Regions from separate parts of the Triticum aestivum genome. Here region 1 is linked to region 2. Evidence: chromatin contacts called from public Hi-C data. All regions are on one chromosome and are shown on one strand. The core of a region is the stretch at or near the end of the contact, and the rest is flanking DNA. Distances in the headings are between cores, read along the strand shown. Region 1 holds the start of LOC123132160 (probable histone acetyltransferase HAC-like 1). Region 2 holds the start of LOC123132158 (spliceosome-associated protein 130 A).

Region 1 (3,312 bases), core at 22-2,521, 530 kb after region 2:
GAGAGGTAGACATATGGGATTGATAGTGAACCCGCTAAACGCTAAACCGCGACTTTTTTCGGCAGAAAGTTACAAAAAGGGGATGGTTTCTCCCCCTCGGCACGCATCCTTGACACCACGATACACGGCAGCCTCCTTGTCCATACTAGCACGAAACGTAACCGGACACGAAAGGAATCACACAATATGCATTGCACATCACGTTGACAATGCAACCACGTCTAGTAAGATCTTGATGCCCATGTCTTCACATATCTTGCTGTGAACTCGCATTCGTCCAATTTATTATCTTTTTTCCTCATTGAAGATCTAATCCCATATTAAATTGAAAAGATACAACTTCTACACACCAACATTCACTTCGGTCCACGCTGTCATCACTTCCGCAAATAGGACCCCCTACAGAAGTCAACGCCTTTTCAGTCAGGGAGAGAAAGAGATAGAGATAGACATACATGATTGATAGTGAACCAGCTAAACGCTAAACCGCGGCTTCTTGGGCAGAAAATACAAAAAACGCGGGGCGGTTTCATTCCCCCTACACGCATGCTTGACATCACGATACACGACAGTCTCCTTTTCCATACTAACACGAAACATAACCGGACACGAAAGGAACCGCATGATCTGTATCGCACATAACTTTGGCAACACAATCACGTCTAACAAGACCTCGACGCCTACGCCTCCGCAAACTCGCATCCGCCCAATCAACCGTTTTTGTTTTGCACCCGAAATCCAATCCCACGATAAAATAAATAAATTTAAAGAGACACAACTCATCAACACAACCAAAATCCACTTCACCCCAACCCTAGCGCCACGTCCCCAAACCGGGGCTCCTGCAAAAAGACCCCCGTCTTTCCAGCCCAAATGCAAGAACCGGGAGCGCCCCCTTCCCATTTCCCAATAGGGGCCTGTGTGCTGGTCTCTCGCTCGCCAGCATCAGCATTGGCGCACGTGCGGCAAGAAAAAAACCCGCTCGACCCGCTGCGCTGCCGCTGCAGCTGCTGACTGGACTGGGCCTGCCCTCCCTCACTCACGCCGCACGCACGCGCACCAGCAGCATATACCGGTGCGCCTTGCCGTTTTCGCCACACCACACCACACCAGACCAGATCATCCGCCCTGCGCCGCCGCGGCCCGGGCCCACCCCGCAGCGACCGCCCTCCCTCCCCACGAGTCCGCGCAGATCCGCGATTGGTCGACGTCCCACTCCTCCCTCCCCTTCCCTTCCTCCTCCTCGAGCCCTCCCCCTGCGTCGACAATTCCCCGTCCCCCGTCCCCCGCCAATCCCAAATCCCCAATCCCCCGCGCCGCCGCCCCGCTCGCCGTCGTACGGATTCCGCCCCGGCCGGCCCCCAATCGCCGTTTGCCGTGGAGGCGGGGTCCCCTCGCGGCGTCGGCAGCCCGCCCCGCGATTCTAGGGTTTCGGGCGGGGTTGCCCCAATTCGCCGGCCCGGCCCCGTGCCTCGTTCCCGCGGGTGCTTCCGTCCGCCCCGCGCGGGTCCTGATCGCTCGCGCTCGCGCTCGCGCCTGCTGCTCGCTGCCGCTCTGTCCACTGCTGCCTGATTCAGAGAGGGCTGTCTTGTCTGGTTAAATTCTCGCTGACCGACCCTCCAGCAGGAAGAAATATTGCAGCTTTCGAAGGGTTTCCGGCGCGTGGTGCCCGCCTCGGTAGGGGCTGCCGCTTCTTTCAGCTTGCTCCGCGCCACGCCGCACCTGGAATGACGTCGCCCGCGCTTGTCTGAGGCGCGGCTGCCAGCGACAATGAATGTGGGGCAGGCGGCGCACCTGTCCGGGCAGATGTCCGGGCAGGGGGCGCAGATGAATCAGGTTGTTGGCGGTGGCAGCGGTGTCGTCGGCGCTGACGGCATGCCCCTGCCCCAGCACCAGCAGATGCAGGATGGCGTGGGCCTTGTTGCCCCGGGGGTCGATCAACAGTTTGCGCTCATGCGCTCCAATATGCGCGACAAGATGTAAGCACTCCACACTGCAAACTTATTTCAGCGCCTGCTCTAAGGAAAGAAAAAAAACTTCTTTTGGTGGCTCGGCTACTTATATTTAGTAGGCGCTAGCGCGGGTGTTAATTAATTGTACTGCGTTAATGCGGCCTATCCTTATCATCAACGTTTATACGGTGAATATTTATTTTGTTCCCAAAATTATAGAGGTGATCACGCTTACTCACGCAACCAAAGTTTATGACTTTCCTTAATTAACAAGAGCCCGCATATAAATTTCGGCACTGGGGCGCAGTTGAATCACCTTCCCAACTAAAATTTTAGGTTCGCCGCCATGGCTGATGGTTCGAATCTGGTAGAAAGTATTGACATGTTTTTTTAAGCCTGATACTTGTTCGTAAATTGGCAGATATGAGTATATAGGAAGGAAGCAGACATCGAATCTGATAGAAAGTATTAACATGTTTTTTAAGCCTGATACTTGTTCGTAAATTGGCAGATATGAGTATATAGGAAGGAAGCAGACATCTGCTGACTGGAGGCGGAGGCTGCCGGAACTCGCAAAGCGGCTAGAGGAAATCTTGTTTAGAAAATTCCCAAGCAGGGTATATTTCTCTATTTCCTTTTTTCTTATTTACTTCTTGTTTGGATCTAGCAAAATTTGATCTCACAGTTCCATCATTTTGGCTGTTTGAGCAGAATGAGTACTACAATATGATGAGGCAACCAGTGGAGCCACAATTGCAGTTTGCTATCAAGGCCTTGAGTGCTCAGAACCAACTAAATCAACAAAACCAACAAATGTCAAGGCAGATGGCATCTTCCTCTGGTTATAGCACAATGATTCCAACACCTGGTATCACACAAGGTGCAAGTGGAAATTCTAGAATGTCTTATGGAACAGACAATATGGGTCTTTCGTCATCTGGTGCAGGCATGGTTCCTCAGAATGCCAACATGGGTACCTCGATGCCTGGTATGGATAGATTAACTTAGCTTCTGCTCATATCATTAGGGCTGTGTTGTACCTTAACTTGAAATTCCCTTTTGGCCATGCTGTAGGGTTTCTAGCCTAAGTAACCAATGCCCAGCAGTATATTCGGCAAAATTCAATCTATGTGGTAGAAAAACACCACATCTTTCAGAGTCTTGCTTAATAGCTTTTTTTTAAAAAAAACATCCACTAAATAGCTTATATATCCATGACCCAATTGGGGCACTTCTTTCGAGGTCTCTGTTGTTTATAACTGGAAGATTATTTGTGAGAAGCTGAAGCATATATGGTTGCCTGCCACTGTTTGTTCTCATTTTTTGCTGGTCCATTTTACATGGCTCTACTTATTCTTAA
Region 2 (3,128 bases), core at 616-3,115:
GTGCCCCTAGTTTTGTACACCGACAACATGAATATGATTTGTGAGTAGTCTCGAGGACATGGAGAAGTCTTGTTAGAAGTAACCATGTGAAATTGGTTTTCGTTCAATGTTATGATGATGTGTTATGTTGTTCTTCCTCTAGTGGTGTCGTGTGAACGTCGACTAAATGACACATTACCATGTTTGGGCCTATGGGAAGGCACTGTGAGATTAGTAAGTAGATGCTGGGTTGCGACAGTGACACAAGTTTATCCTAGTTTATGCGATATTCCATAAGAAGCTGATTTGGATGCATATGTTTGATGCTATGGTTAGATTTATCTTAATTCTTCTTCCGTAGTTGCGGATGTTTGTGAGAGGGGTTAATCATAAGTAGGTTGTTTGTTCAAATAAGAACATCACCCTAGCACCGGTCCACCCATATAACAACTTACCAAAACAGTGAACACGAGTCAATGGATCATGATGAAGTTAACTAGACAAGATTCTTATGTGTCCTCGAGAACACTTTGCTCACTATAAGAAACTTTTGGCTTGTCCTTTGCAATAAAAGGTTTGGGGCCACCTTGCTGCACTTTGTTACTATTGTCACTTATCACTTGCTACGAATTATCTTGCTATCAAACTATCTGTCACAACTACTTTACAATACTTGCAAATAATACACTGCTGAAAACTGCTTATTGACTCCATCCGCTCCTTGTTGGGTTTAACACTCTTACTTATCGAAAAGACTACAATTGATCCCCTATATTTGTGGGCACTGTTCAAAAAAAATGCACCTAATCTAGCGCATACGCGCGCCTATGCGCAAGGCGCTGGCTCAACACCTCGCTTTGCCCATATGCGCCAGGAAAAGCGCTAGGCACTGCTATAGTGCTGCTATTGTTGTGCTAGGAAAAGTCTTTATCACTATTTGTAGCTGCTGCTGTTGATACTCTAGATGTAGCCTGTACTACTGCTTCAGTGCCGCTGTTGATACTCTAGATGTAGCCTGTACTACTGCTTTAGTGCTGCTGTTGATGCTTAGATGTAGCTTGTACTATCGTTATAGTACTACTTTGATACTGTAGCAGTACTGTTTAGCTATTGTAGTGAGAAATTTTGATGTGCTAGTAGATGTTGGTACTACTTCTACAATAGTGCTACATGTTACTGCTCCTTGCTTGCTACTATTTTAGATAGCAAACTGCTCTTTGTTGCCCGCATCTGTACAATCGTGTATGAAACGCCTAATTACGCCTAATCGCGTCTAAGCTAAAACAGCGCAAGTATGTGGCAAAACACATAATTAATGCGTAGCGCTTTTTCTGAACTTTGCTTGTGGGTCATCAGACACTTGTCTAGGCGAGTTTCTTTTTACCGGTCACTGACAAGGCCGTGCAGTTCGCCCGGGCGTTTGAGGGGGGTTTCGGGTGCCCGGCTGTAGATGCTCTTAGGCAATTTATGTGTTTTGGGGGGATGTTTGGATTTCCGCCAAAGTCTACCCTTTCAATTTTTTGGCTATGGCCAAAACTTTGATCCTTTTTGAATGATTGCCAACTTTTGCAATTCCAACGCTCTTCTGGCAACTCTTCTTCATTTTCCTAGTCAATGACTCAAATGTTTGTTTTTTGAGGGGCAGTCAATGACTCAATGCTAACGAACTCATGGGCAAGCAAAATCCGGTACTAGCTTGAGCATAATCGAAGCACAACCTAGGAATCCTTGTTAATAAAAGACAATTCGGGGCGCGGATTGCAAAGGGGGAGGGAGGGAGGGAGGAGCCTAAACCGGCGGTTGAGATCTTGCGCGTCAGACCCAATCCAACGCTCCAGATATCCCTCGAATCCGGTGGCATCCAAATGCTATACAGAACTCTTTCTCCCACCCCGGCCCGCTCACCGCCACTCCTAAAACCCTAGATCTCTCGCCCCTTCTCTCGCCCCTTCTCTCGCCGCCGCCGCCGCCGGAGGAGGAGGAGGAGGAGGCGCCATGTACCTCTACAGCCTGACGCTGCAGCGGGCGACGGGCGCCGTGTGCGCCGTCATCGGCAGCTTCAGCGGCCGCGACTCGAAGAAGTCGAACGCCGCGGGCTCCTCCACGCAGGAGATCGCCGTCGCCCGCGGCGGCACGCTCGACCTCCTCCGCCCGGACCCGGAGACGGGCCGCCTCCGCACGCTCCTCTCCGTCGACGTCTTCGGCGCCATCCGCTCGCTCGCCCAGTTCCGCCTCACGGGGGCCACCAAGGACTACCTCGTCGTCGGCTCCGACTCCGGCCGCCTCGTCATCCTCGAGTACTCCCCCGACCGCAACCGCTTCGACAAGGTCCACCAGGAGACCTTCGGCAAGTCCGGCTGCCGCCGCATCGTGCCCGGCCAGCTCCTCTCCGTCGACCCCAAGGGCCGGGCGCTCTGCATCGCCGCCCTCGAGAAGCAGAAGCTCGTCTACGTCCTCAACCGCGACGCCTCCGCCCGCCTCACCATCTCCTCCCCGCTTGAGGCGCACAAGTCCCACACGCTCACCTTCGCCCTCACGGCCCTCGACTGCGGATTTGACAACCCTGTCTTTGGTGCCATCGAGCTTGAGTACGGTGACTCTGACCGTGACCCCACAGGGCAGGCTGCTAGCCACGCGCAGAAGCTCCTCACCTTCTACGAGCTCGACCTGGGGCTCAATCATGTTTCCCGCAAGGTCTCCGAGCCGATTGACAATGGTGCTAATATGCTAGTGACAGTGCCTGGTGGTGCTGATGGGCCTAGCGGGCTTCTTGTTTGCTGTGACAACTTCATCCTGTACCGGAACCAGGGCCACCCGGAGGTGCGTGCTGTCATTCCACGCCGTGTTGACCTCCCGGCTGAGCGTGGCGTCCTCATAGTTGCTGCTGCGACGCACAGGCAGAAGAGCCTGTTCTTCTTCTTACTACAGACTGAGTATGGTGATATCTTTAAGGTTGACCTGGACCACCATGGTGATACTGTTAGTGAGCTCAGGATCAAATATTTTGACACCATACCTGTGGCATCTGCTATCTGTGTGCTGCGGTCAGGTTTCCTCTTTGCTGCTTCTGAGTTTGGCAACCACGCACTTTACCAATTCCGTGATATTGGCCGGGATGTGGATGTTGAGTCCTCCTCTGCGACACTGAT

The links. A called contact is a pair of places that touch in the nucleus more often than the background predicts.
Region 1: a Hi-C map of leaf shows a contact between it and region 2, with 6 times the contacts expected there. The contact joins the promoter of LOC123132160 here to the promoter of LOC123132158 in region 2. A contact is called at or near these places in 2 of 5 Hi-C or Micro-C datasets (both in leaf).

Annotation. Positions count from the first base shown.
Region 1 is chr6A:78,876,078-78,879,389 of IWGSC CS RefSeq v2.1, forward strand. LOC123132160 (probable histone acetyltransferase HAC-like 1) reads left to right here and starts at 1,272. Exons shown (of 16, transcript XM_044551924.1): 1 at 1,272-1,979; 2 at 2,464-2,569; 3 at 2,664-2,940. The coding sequence starts at 1,771.
Region 2 is chr6A:78,340,583-78,343,710 of IWGSC CS RefSeq v2.1, forward strand. It overlaps LOC123132158 (spliceosome-associated protein 130 A), which reads left to right and starts at 1,866. Exons shown (of 3, transcript XM_044551923.1): 1 at 1,866-3,128. The coding sequence starts at 1,975.